2 separate regions of the Sus scrofa genome follow, and region 1 is linked to region 2. Evidence: chromatin contacts called from public HiChIP or PLAC-seq data. All regions are on one chromosome and are shown on one strand. Each heading gives the region's core, a stretch centred on a gene start, on an enhancer-like site or on the middle of the called end of the contact. The rest is flanking DNA. Distances are from core to core; before and after follow the strand shown.

Region 1 (4,933 bases), core at 1,482-3,981, 120 kb after region 2:
ATCTGAAAGCATTCTCTAGTCTAACCCATAGCAACTCCACAGCTGTAATAACTACACAATTCTAAGTAATGATTTCCTTGGTTTTAGTCACATCATATTAAGATGATCAGCTTGGAGTTCCCGTTGTAGCTCAGCAGAAACAAACCCGACTAGCATCCATGAGGACACAGGTTCCATCCCTGGCCTCACTCAGTGGGTTAAGGATCTGGTGTTGCTGTGAGCTGTGGTGGAGGTGGCAGACGTGGCTCGGATCCAGCATGGCTGTGGCTGTGGTGTAGGCTGGCAGCTACAGCTCCGATTCGACCCCTAGCCTGGGAACCTCCGTATGCCGTGGGTGCGGCCCTAAAAAGCCAAAAAAAAAAAAAAAAAAAAAAATCAGCTCTTTGGAATTTCCTGGCAAGTTGACATTCCTTCTCCTTTGCTTTATATTTTCTCTAGGAGCTACTGTACTTTCCCAAGTGAGAAATGGAGCCCTGAACCCTAGGCAGAAAATAAATCACATTCTGTGCTGCCTTATACCCTCACTATGTATAGGTGAATGGGGTCAAAAGAAACATCAAGGGCAGACCTGTTAAGGAAAATAAGCTCCCAAAAGGTAGCCTTTTGTCTGAGCAAGTATGAAGATGGGGGACACAGCCCTGCATGCTTTGTCCTAGTGAAGGCGGAGAGATTATGAATTACAGCCATTATTTACACACAAACGCATATGCAAACACTCACGTATCAAAGCCTCAGAGCTTTTTGCCATAAGGCAATGCCCATCAGGATAGAGTCCCTGGCTGTATCCTCGGGCTATTGCTGATGCCAGTAATACTTGCATAATACCTCGTAGTCTGTTCATAGTTTTGACAACTGCCTCTCATCTTTCCTCATCAATCCCACGGGCAGGCTCACTGGTGAATCCCTATTGTATGTGGGAAGATACATATTCATCAAGGCATTAACAAGTATTTTAATGAGCCTCCACGGTACAGCGCTCTACTCTGTTTGGAGCTCAGAGTACAGGACAGATGGGGTCCTCTCCCTCAGGGAGCACCACAGAGGAAACTGATACAGAATGTAATTATGGTATTATATTTTTATAAGTGAGGGAATGTGTTAGCTTTGTTGCTTACATACCTATTTCTTCGAGACTCAACCTGATATCCCTTGGGCTCTGAGCCTGGGGGATTGTGTTAATTATGGGGGAGCCCAGAGCTGAAAAACAGAGGAGAGCAAGCTCGAGCCAGCCAAATTCCTTCCCAGCCAAGAAGTGAAATGTAATCGGTGTTTTGGCAGAAGTCAGCACCTGATCTCCCTTCTGGCATCAGACTTCTGCTCTGAATGGAGAGGTGATGGCCTGGCTCCTGGTAGGAGGAGGAGAAGCTATCTTATATTCAGAGGCAGGGTGACCCCTGTCCAGCAGTGTGAAGGGCGCTACCATTGGGAATGTGATGTAGATGCTTAGGTGTGGGAAGAAGAATAAAGAAAGGGGAGGGTTCGATCCCGGGCCTCGATCAGTGGGTTAAGGATCTGGCATTGCCCTGAGCTGTGGTGTAGGTCACAGAGGCTGCTCAGATCTGGCATTGCTGTAGGCTGGCAGCTACAGCTCCGATTCAGCCCCTAGCCTGGGAACTTCCATAGGCCAAAGGTGCGGCCCTGAAAAGCAAAAAAAAAAAAAAAAAAAAGAATAAATAAAGGGACACGGTAATCTCAGAGAAAAGCAAATCGTGACCCAGTGTGTTCCAGAAAGCAAAACAGAAGCAGAAACTGAATAAAAACAAACCAGATGATCAAACAGTGCCCGCCTGTTTGTTCTGCAGAAAACCCCAGAAGATACAGTGGTTTTAGCAGTAGTCACCATCGTCGTCAGAGCAGTGGTAGTCAAAACAAAACAAAAAAGCAACTTTTCGGCTACCGATTATATATCAGAAAATGTATTGGGCGCTTTATTTCTGTTATTTAATAAACATGTATAAAACCCTACGAGGCTAGATACTAATAGGATGCTCATTTACAGAGGAGGAACCTTAGGCTGCTTGCCCCAGACCAGACAGGTTGTTGATAAGCAGCAGAGCTAGGAGCCTAACCTGGGGCTGTCTGACTTCAAAGCCCATTCTTTGTAAGGATTTTCCATTTTCAGTTTGGTCTTTGGTTCCCTAAAGATAACCCCTGATTTTTTTTTTCCCTTTTGTCATCTGAAGTGCCCTGTCTCATAAAAATGACTTCTTTCTCAGAATGATGCCTTCCCTGACCTTAGCTGTCACTGTGTGAATTTCCTTGGCTCTCACAGTAGATTTCTTGCACTGGATGTATGCAGAAAGAATCAGGATACAGGAGTTCCCGTCATGGCTCAGTGGAAACAATTCTGACTAGCATCCTTGAGGACGCAGGTTCGATCCCTGGCCTCACTCCGTGGGTTAAGGATCTGGCATTGCCGTGAGCTGTGGTGTAGGTGGCAGATGCAGTTCTGATCAGGCGTTGTTGTGGCTGTGGTCTAGGCCAGTGGCTACAACTCAGATTTGACCCCTAGCCTGGGAACCTCCATATGCCATGGGTGCAGCCCTAAAAAGACCAAAAAAAAAAAAAAAAAAAAAAAAGAATCAGGATACCACAGCCGTCTCCCAGAAACAGAGGTCTTGGGCAGGGATGCTTACGTCAGACTTGAGTACAAAGAAGGGCTAAATGCTCCCTACAGTCTAGTCTGAGGCTAAAGAATGCCTAATCATTCACTGGCTTGCCCTGCTCTCCTTCCATTACATAAGTCTGTGATTGTGAAAGCCAGTGAAAAGGAGGGCTTGGGGAAGAGCCCTAGACTCAGAATCAGGAAACCTGGGTTTTGGAACTGTCTCTGCCACGCACTGACTGCTTGACCACGGGCAGAATGGCCAGTGCCTCGCCTCTGTTGCACCCACTGCCTGCTTTGCTCTGTTGCAGTTACCTGATTCCATCTCGTTTCCTTCATTGGACAGCAAGTTTCTTAAAGGCAGTGGCCATGACTGTGCCACATTCATTGTGGAAACCACAGTTCCTAACTGGTCTCTCTGACTCATGCTGTCCCCCTTTAATCCATTTTCCACATTGTTGTGGGAATGAGCTTTTTAAAATGCAAAGCCCACATGCCACGCCCCTACCACAAACCCTTCAGTGGTTCCCCATCACCATTAAGATAAAGGTTTCTAAGACCCATTATGATCTGGACCCTGTCTGCCTTGAGCATACGCTTTTCACTACCTGCACTTTATACCTGGTTCATTCACTCTGCAAGTATTAAAGCATATCTCTGCCTTGGGCCAAGCATTGGAAGCACAGTGTGAACATGGCACCTGTCCTCAGAGAACTTGCACCCCTCCCCTTTGCTCCTGGCTGGCGAATGCTTATCTCCTAAGGCTCAGCTTGGGCATCTCCTCCTCCAGGAAGCCATCACACATGCTCTGTATCCCTCTCCTTCTCCCTAATCTGGTTCAGGAGTTCTTCCCCTGTGTACCTGGAGAACCCTATCTATCTATCTATCTATCTATCTATATTCTTTGGTCTTTTTAGGGCCACACCCATGGCATATGGAGGTTCCCAGGCTAGGGGTCGAATCAGAGCTACAGCTGCAAGCCTACGCCAGAGCCACCGCAACGCCAGATCCCAGCCGCTTCTGCAACCTACACCACAGCTCACGGCAATGCCAGATCCTTTACCTACTGAGCGAGGCCAGGGATCAAACCCGCGTCCTCATGGATACCAGTGGGGTTCGTTACTGCTGAGCCATGACGGGAACTCCCGTATATGTACATTCATCATAGCACTTCTATATACCTATTTGTCTCCCCACCAGACCTTAAACTTAGTGGGTACTGTGGCCTATCCACTTTTTTTATACCCAGCACATGGCTTGGGACACAATAGGTGCTGAGAAAGGATAATTAAATAAACACTGCCCTCTGGTGGCTAGCTGTTGTCAGTACAATCCTTTATGCACCCCAGGGATGAGTAAAGCACAGCCAGTTTCACAAGAGAGGTAACTCTTTCCTTCTTTTAACATTGGGTGAGGAACCATTTCAGAATATGTGATCTCCTAGCACCTAGGTGGTTGTTTCAGCATCTTTGAAAATCTTCCATAATGTGGCAAACCATATGTAAATGGCAGAGCCAAATTACCATTTTGAGTAATTGTATAAAAAGAAAATGTAAGGGAAATTTGCCTCTTGTAATGAAGACATGTGACCTAGTATACAATTTTTCATTCTCTCTTTATTTCAGGGCCAACATACTCACATTCGTTCATTAATTCCACAAATATTTGTTGACTACCCACAGTGTGCCAGGCATTATTCTAGGTGTTGGGAATACAGTAGTGAATAAAACAAAGTCCTTAAGATTACGAAGCTTATGTGCTAGCTGGGGGAGACACACAATAAATATATTTTTATTAGGAGTTATACATGTTATGGATAAAAATCAACTAGGATGCCAAGTGGGTATGAGATGAGACGCCATTTGAGCAAAGGCCTAAAAATATCTAGTTATAACTTCAGAAAAATTTATAAATGTTGGTTCACCCGATCTGTCTAAACCATTATGGGACTTCTAAAGTTTTTCTTTTTCTTTTAATTCTTGAAATAAGTTTAAGCTCATATAGAAGGTTCTAAAATAATAGAGTTCCAACACACCATCCATATATTCTTCCCCAGTGTTAACATCTTACATAACCACATAACTCTCGCAATTAGGAAGTTATCATTGGTACAATATTCTACTAAGCAAGCTACAGACCACATGCAGATTTCATCAGTTTTTAACATGTACTCAGCCTTTTGGAGGGGCGGGGGGGAATGTGTGTAGTTCCATAAATGTCATCACATGTATAGATTCGTGTAACTACCACCATAATGAGAACAGTACAATCTCATTACCCCTAAAACCTCATTTGTGCTACTTCTTTGCAGTCACATCTGCCCCCCTG
Region 2 (5,497 bases), core at 1,126-3,625:
TGATAATGCTAACAAAGTGGGCAGTCCTGCTTGTCCCCTTCCTGGAACCTCTGGGGCTGGGGAGGTAAACCTGGAGGAAGGTAGCTCCTGCCTAGCTTGATAACTTTTAAAACGTCCTCTTGGTGTCTCACTGAAAACCCATCCAATTCTTCAAATATTCTATGGGAGCTCAAAATTTCTTCTATCCTAGTCTGAGCATATCACCTGCCCACGATCTGGAATCTCAGACCCAGAAGGAAACTTTTAGAGACCAGAGAGGTCAAGCGATTTACTCAGGCTCACACAGGGAAGTAGAGCCCTACAACCCAGATCTCCCACAGTGGGTGTCTCTTTCTCTTACATAACCTGAGATGTTGAGAAAGAATAAAACCCACCCACACGCGGGCACAAATACACACATATACACACACACACACCAGCGCCGTCTCTGTGGCTCTAAGAACATCCAACTCAAGACTAGGTTTCCCGAGGTTGCCTCCCCTGCCTCAAAATTGCCTCCATTGTTCCCCCTGCCCTCGGGGTCTGGTAAGACCGGCCCTCACCAGAGTGTCTCAGACTGGAGGACAGCAGACGCATTGGGTCTTCCCATTGTGTTTCTCCCCTCCCTTCCCTTCCTCGTCCTTCAGCCCGATTTCTAGAAAGTCTGACCCGCACTCCAACCCACGCCTGCAACCCACACGGATTCATTCGCCCTCAGGTCCTAGAATGCTCTTCGGGGCTGCTTTTAGCCCTCGCTGGCTCGAAAGTGAAGGCTGGGACCCATGGAGGAGGCGAGGGTCCCACCACCTAGAGTTTCGAGAAATTCTCACAGGTCTCTAATTTTTTCTTATTCCCCACTCTGCCCCACACCACCAGCAGCTTAATTTGTCTGGACATTCTGCTTGCCCTCACCGGAGGCAGTTGGGGCCACTCAGGAAATTTAAAAACCCTTGCAGTTTCCATCCGAGTTTGCATATTTAGAAAAAGGCTTTTGAGAAGGGGGGAACTCGGGATCCCAAGGGCATCCACCTCGGAATCTGCAAAGTGGCTGTAGAAATGTGGGCACTGGGGGGAGAAAGTGCTGCCAGCTCCCCCCAAACCGTCTCGGGCTCTGTCCACCTTCTGGGCGCCAGCATCTCCCTAGGAGGGCTTCTTGCAGGCACCTTTCAAAAACAGCATCCGCCAGGCCTCCCCTCAGGGGCACAGGAATCCAGGTGGCCAGCCTCGGGGTCGGGTCGGCCACCGCAGCCCGGGTGAACCTGACCTCCCCAGCCCACCCCCCCCGGACTTCGTGGTGGCCCCTTTTGTGCGAGCGGAGGATCCAGCAGAGGCCGGTGCGAGCCGGGACCGTGTGCCGCCGCCGCCCCCCCCCACGCCGTGTGCCCCGCCACCCACCTGTGGAAGAAGAGCAGGATGGAGAGCATGGTCTGGTCGATGTTGCGGTTGCAGATGCCCTCGTTGATCAGGTAGCAGGGGTCCCGCAGCACGGGCTCTAGCGAATCCTGCCGCATTATGCTGTTGAGCTTGTCGGTGTTGAGGTTCTCGAAAATCAGCTTCTCCTGCAGCTGCCGAAAGTTGCTCACGGTGGGGCTGCCCGGGTTGTTGTTGTCCCCGCTGCTGTCGCGCTGGAGCCCGCTCCGGTGGGCCAGGTCCAGGCAGCAGTTGCAGCAGTCGAGGCCGACAGGTGAGCGGCAGTCGGTCTTGGGCTGGGCCATCTTCTCCGCCTCAGGGGCCGCCTGGCCCGCGCGGTCAGGGGCGGCCGGCAGGTGCGCGCCCGCCGGGCCGGCCTGAGGGGACTCCAGGGTGTCTGGGAAAGACAAGCTGTGAGGAGAAGAGTTGTCAATTAGCGCCGAAAGCCGGCCACCCTCGGCTCGGCCCCCTTCTGGCTGCGCCGGCCGCTCGGGGTGCGAATAGAAACAGCTGGACAAACAGCTCTGAGCGGATCCTTCGGGCTCACTTCCTCCTCTTCCTCCTCCTCTCCCCCCTCCTCCTCCTCCCGAGGCCGGGGCCGCCCCCCCTGAGGTGCCACACGCGGCCCCTGCGCCGTCCCAAGTTTCCCAAGTGTGAGCGGGGCCCGGGGCGGACCTGTGGCAGCAGGAAGGGCGGGCGGCGGGGCAGAGGGAGAGCCGGGGCGCGCCCTCGCTCCCTCCCTCCCGGGCTCCCTCCCTCCCTCCCTCCCTCGCCGCCGGTTCGCTGGCTCGCCCGCTCTCGGGCTCCCCGGGGCTGCGCCGGCGGAGCGGTGGCAGGAGCCGAGCGCGACTGACTGAGCGAGCGAGCGAGCGAGCCGCGCGCCCGGGAGTCGGCGCGGGGCTTGTGACAGCATGCAAATGACCCCCGGTGGGCCGGCGGACCACGCGGGTCCGCCGCTTCCCCGGCGCGCGCCCCGGAGCCGGCGCGGTCCTGCCCCCACGCCGCCCCGCCCCCGCCCTCCGCTCCCGCACGGCCGCTCGCACCCTCGCCCGCGCGCCCGGGAGCCCCGCTCGGCTCCCCCTCCCTGCGCGCGCCGCGCAGCTCCCCGGCTCGGGCTCTCGCGCCGCGGCGGGCGCATCCTCGGCCAGAGATTCCCCGGGAGCCGGGAGCCGGGAGCCGGGAGCCGCGCCACCGGGGGGTTCGAGCTCGGCGGGCGGGCCGAGTTGCCTCGTCCCGCCGCGGCCGGGGCCCTCTGCCGCAGAGACGCCGCCTTCTTCGAGAAGCGGGGTCGGGGGCGGGTGGGGTGCCGAGAGAGCGGCGGCCTCGGCCCGGAGCCTGAGGGCGTCCGGCACGCGTCGGCAGGTCCCCAGACGGGCCTGAGACGAAAGTCACAGAAGCCGGCTCAACCGCTCCCCGGTTTTTGTCCCTGCCTCCTCCCTTCACTCATCTCCCCCTTTCCGCCCCCTTTGCTCGCTCTTCTCTTCCCCGAACCCCATCCGAGACATCAACGTCCCGGCTTCCGGCAGTGCCAGCCCCTTAGCAGGCTTCTGCCGCCCGCTGCCCCCCGCCCCCGCTCCCTCTCTTATCTCCATTTTCGCCCCCCGCTCCCCCCATCTTCCTTCTTTTTGCCCTTCTCCATTCTTCCTCTCATTTATTTTCCTTGTCTCCTCTTTCTTGACTCATTTCTGGTCTTGCCTTTCTTTCTCGCCCCCGTCTTATTATTTTTTTTCTCCTTTTCTCTATGTCCTCGTTCACCCTACCCCCAAGTCCTCTTACCCCCCTCGGTTTCTTTCTTCCCCCTTCCTTTCCCGCATGTGATTGCCCCTCTCGCTGACGCACCCCTCTTTCGCCTCAGTTTTGTCCCTTCCTCCCCACTTCACTCAGCTTCCCCCATCTTTCCAAACTTGCGCTCCCCTCTCTTTTCTGATCCCCCACCCGCCTTAGGTGATCTCTGTCCTTACCCTTTCCAGAGGTGGGGTGATTGGATGTTTTGGGGCACTGGGGGGGATGTCCTGACGCTCTTGGCTCTGAGGAGAAGGTGAGTCTGAAGCGGAGCTGAGGTGAAAGGGCAGGTTTGTGGAGAGCACGGCAGGTTGCTGCTGTGGGTCAAACCCCAGCTTTGTGAGAGCTGGGGATGTGCGGGGTTGATAAGTGGTAGGGTTCCCGCATGTCTCAGGACTTGGAGACTTAGAATACTTTGAATGCGTAGAATTCAGTAATTACTGCCTCCTGAAAAAAATTCAAAATATTCATGGTGTTCAGCTTTCACTGAAAACTCAGACGGATTTCAGTTGCAGCCAATACTCCCCACCCCCCCATCAGCTCGCTTCTTTCACCCGCCCAGGGCGCTGGCAATAGAGCAGTATATACTGCCATCTTGTGGTCAAAACGTGGAACGTTTCCTGCCGGAGTCAGATCTTGCAGAGACGCCTTCGGTGCCCCCTAGTGGAATTGACCCCGCACTGGTCCCGAGAGTAGGAGGAAAGAGGAGGCAGAGGGTCCACACCAAAAGGGCTCCTTGGCCAAGCAGTGCGCCTGGACCCCAGTCAGGGCAGAGCCACCCTTTCTAGTGGAGCTCCACCTGCCTGAGTCCCTACCGATCTGGCTTTCCTAGATTTGGCACACGCTCCCTCCGTGTTCCACAAGCATCACCTCCGTGATTAGGAGCAAAGGGCAGCCAACAATTTCTTGTTTCCAAGGCTCTGTGGCTCTTACGTGGGGCCCGGCCATTTCCCGAAAAGGACAGAGGGCCGTATACTCTCTGCTGTAGGCCCCGGAAAACTAAAAACAAGCTGTATCCCTGGCCCCTGACAGGAAACCAAGATCAGACGTGAAAGAGGCGTTGGAAGGTCACTGACCAGACCAGCAAAGCTGAGAGTATGGTCCCTGTGTTCTCACCGACTGCAGAAGATTCTGCTGGTTCTCTTAAACCCCGGTCCCTTAGATGCGTTATTTTCCCCTTTTCTTCTTCATTGTCTTTTTTTTTTTTTTTTAATGTTCTTGGGTAAAAGCCAGAGGAGGTAGTAGAATATGAAATTTAATATGCATTGTGTAGACTTATAGCCTGCTGAATTGTTTTTTAATTACAGTGTTGATGATTTTCCCTCTTGTTTATAATTATTTTATGTTAAACATTATAACAAAATATATTAGCTCCATAAATGTTTATTTAAGTTGTGTTTTGAGAACTGCTGGGGCCTTTTGCTTCTACACTTGCCCCGAATCCTCTTATCTCTGTGCATAACCTTGGGAGGAAGCCCTGGTGGAAGGATTTCCTTCTTGGCATGTGGCACCTTTAAACTCCAGATTTTGTTCCCTCCACCTTTCCCTTGTTGGAGTCCTTGCTCACAAGCAGCATTGTTAATAATTCAGTGCAGCTCTGCATACTATCTCCAAGCTGATCAAGAGCAAATATAACTTAGAGAGGGACAATCTAGATAGTTCAGAGACGGAGTTCAGAAAGCTGTTGTGTGTTTGCATTTACAAGTCCTGCTTGTATTGACTTCTACCTCCCGAGGAAGGCGGACTGGGCAGGGCCTCCTTGGCTCCTCTCTGTGAAGCTTTGCTCCCATGTATTGTGTTGGATGGAGAGACTCCAAGTAGCACAAAGTTCTTGTATAAACCCAGGGAGTAGAGGGGGGCCCCACTTCCAGACAGAGCTGGTGGCTTTCTGGGTGGAGGAGAAAGGGGAAAAAGGGGGATACCGCTTTCTCAGATGGAATCATCGACAGTCAGGCACTCGCCACTTGCCCTGTGCCAAGTGCAAGGGTTAGTGGAGATTCAGAGGTAAATCAGCACAAGCCCCCAAAGAACTCATGGTCTATTTGGCAACACAGATATGTAAACAGACAAAAGCAACAGAAACAGGAAGTGATGATGGAGGCCCAGGGGGGTGTTTGGGTGGGGGAGCACTGCTGGGTGAGTGTGAAGGGGCGGTCAGCTCCAGAAGGAGGGAAGAGCAATCTACTCCTCGAAGAGAGGAAAGAACAGAGGCCTGGAGGTGAGAACAGTGTGTATGCTGGGGCCTAAGCATTGATTACAAAGCAGGTCAGTGTTACTGGAGAATAAGATGTGAGAGAGGGGAGTTCCTGCCGTGGCTCAGGGGTTA

What was found. HiChIP or PLAC-seq counts read pairs in DNA pulled down with a chosen protein or histone mark.
Region 1: an H3K27ac HiChIP or PLAC-seq map of alveolar macrophages shows a contact between it and region 2. The contact joins the enhancer-like site here to the promoter of TSC22D3 in region 2. A contact is called at or near these places in 1 of 5 promoter capture datasets (liver), 12 of 47 Hi-C or Micro-C datasets (alveolar macrophages, embryonic fibroblasts, fetal heart ventricle and 6 more) and 2 of 2 datasets of contacts at active chromatin or transcription factors (alveolar macrophages and skeletal muscle).

What each region holds. Positions count from the first base shown.
Region 1 is chrX:88,351,145-88,356,077 of Sscrofa11.1, forward strand. All of the region lies in intron 3 of MID2 (probable E3 ubiquitin-protein ligase MID2), which reads left to right. Among named protein-coding and RNA genes, the nearest start is that of NLRP12L, 50 kb to the right of the region's middle. Within about 2 kb of position 2,732, at least 1 of the 83 cell types and tissues checked has an H3K27ac peak or open chromatin away from gene starts, as enhancers often do. A contact at or near this core is called in alveolar macrophages, where this site is marked.
Region 2 is chrX:88,231,208-88,236,704 of Sscrofa11.1, forward strand. TSC22D3 (TSC22 domain family protein 3) reads right to left here and starts at 2,376. Exons shown (of 4, transcript XM_021080824.1): 1 at 2,065-2,376; 2 at 1,375-1,800. The coding sequence starts at 1,694.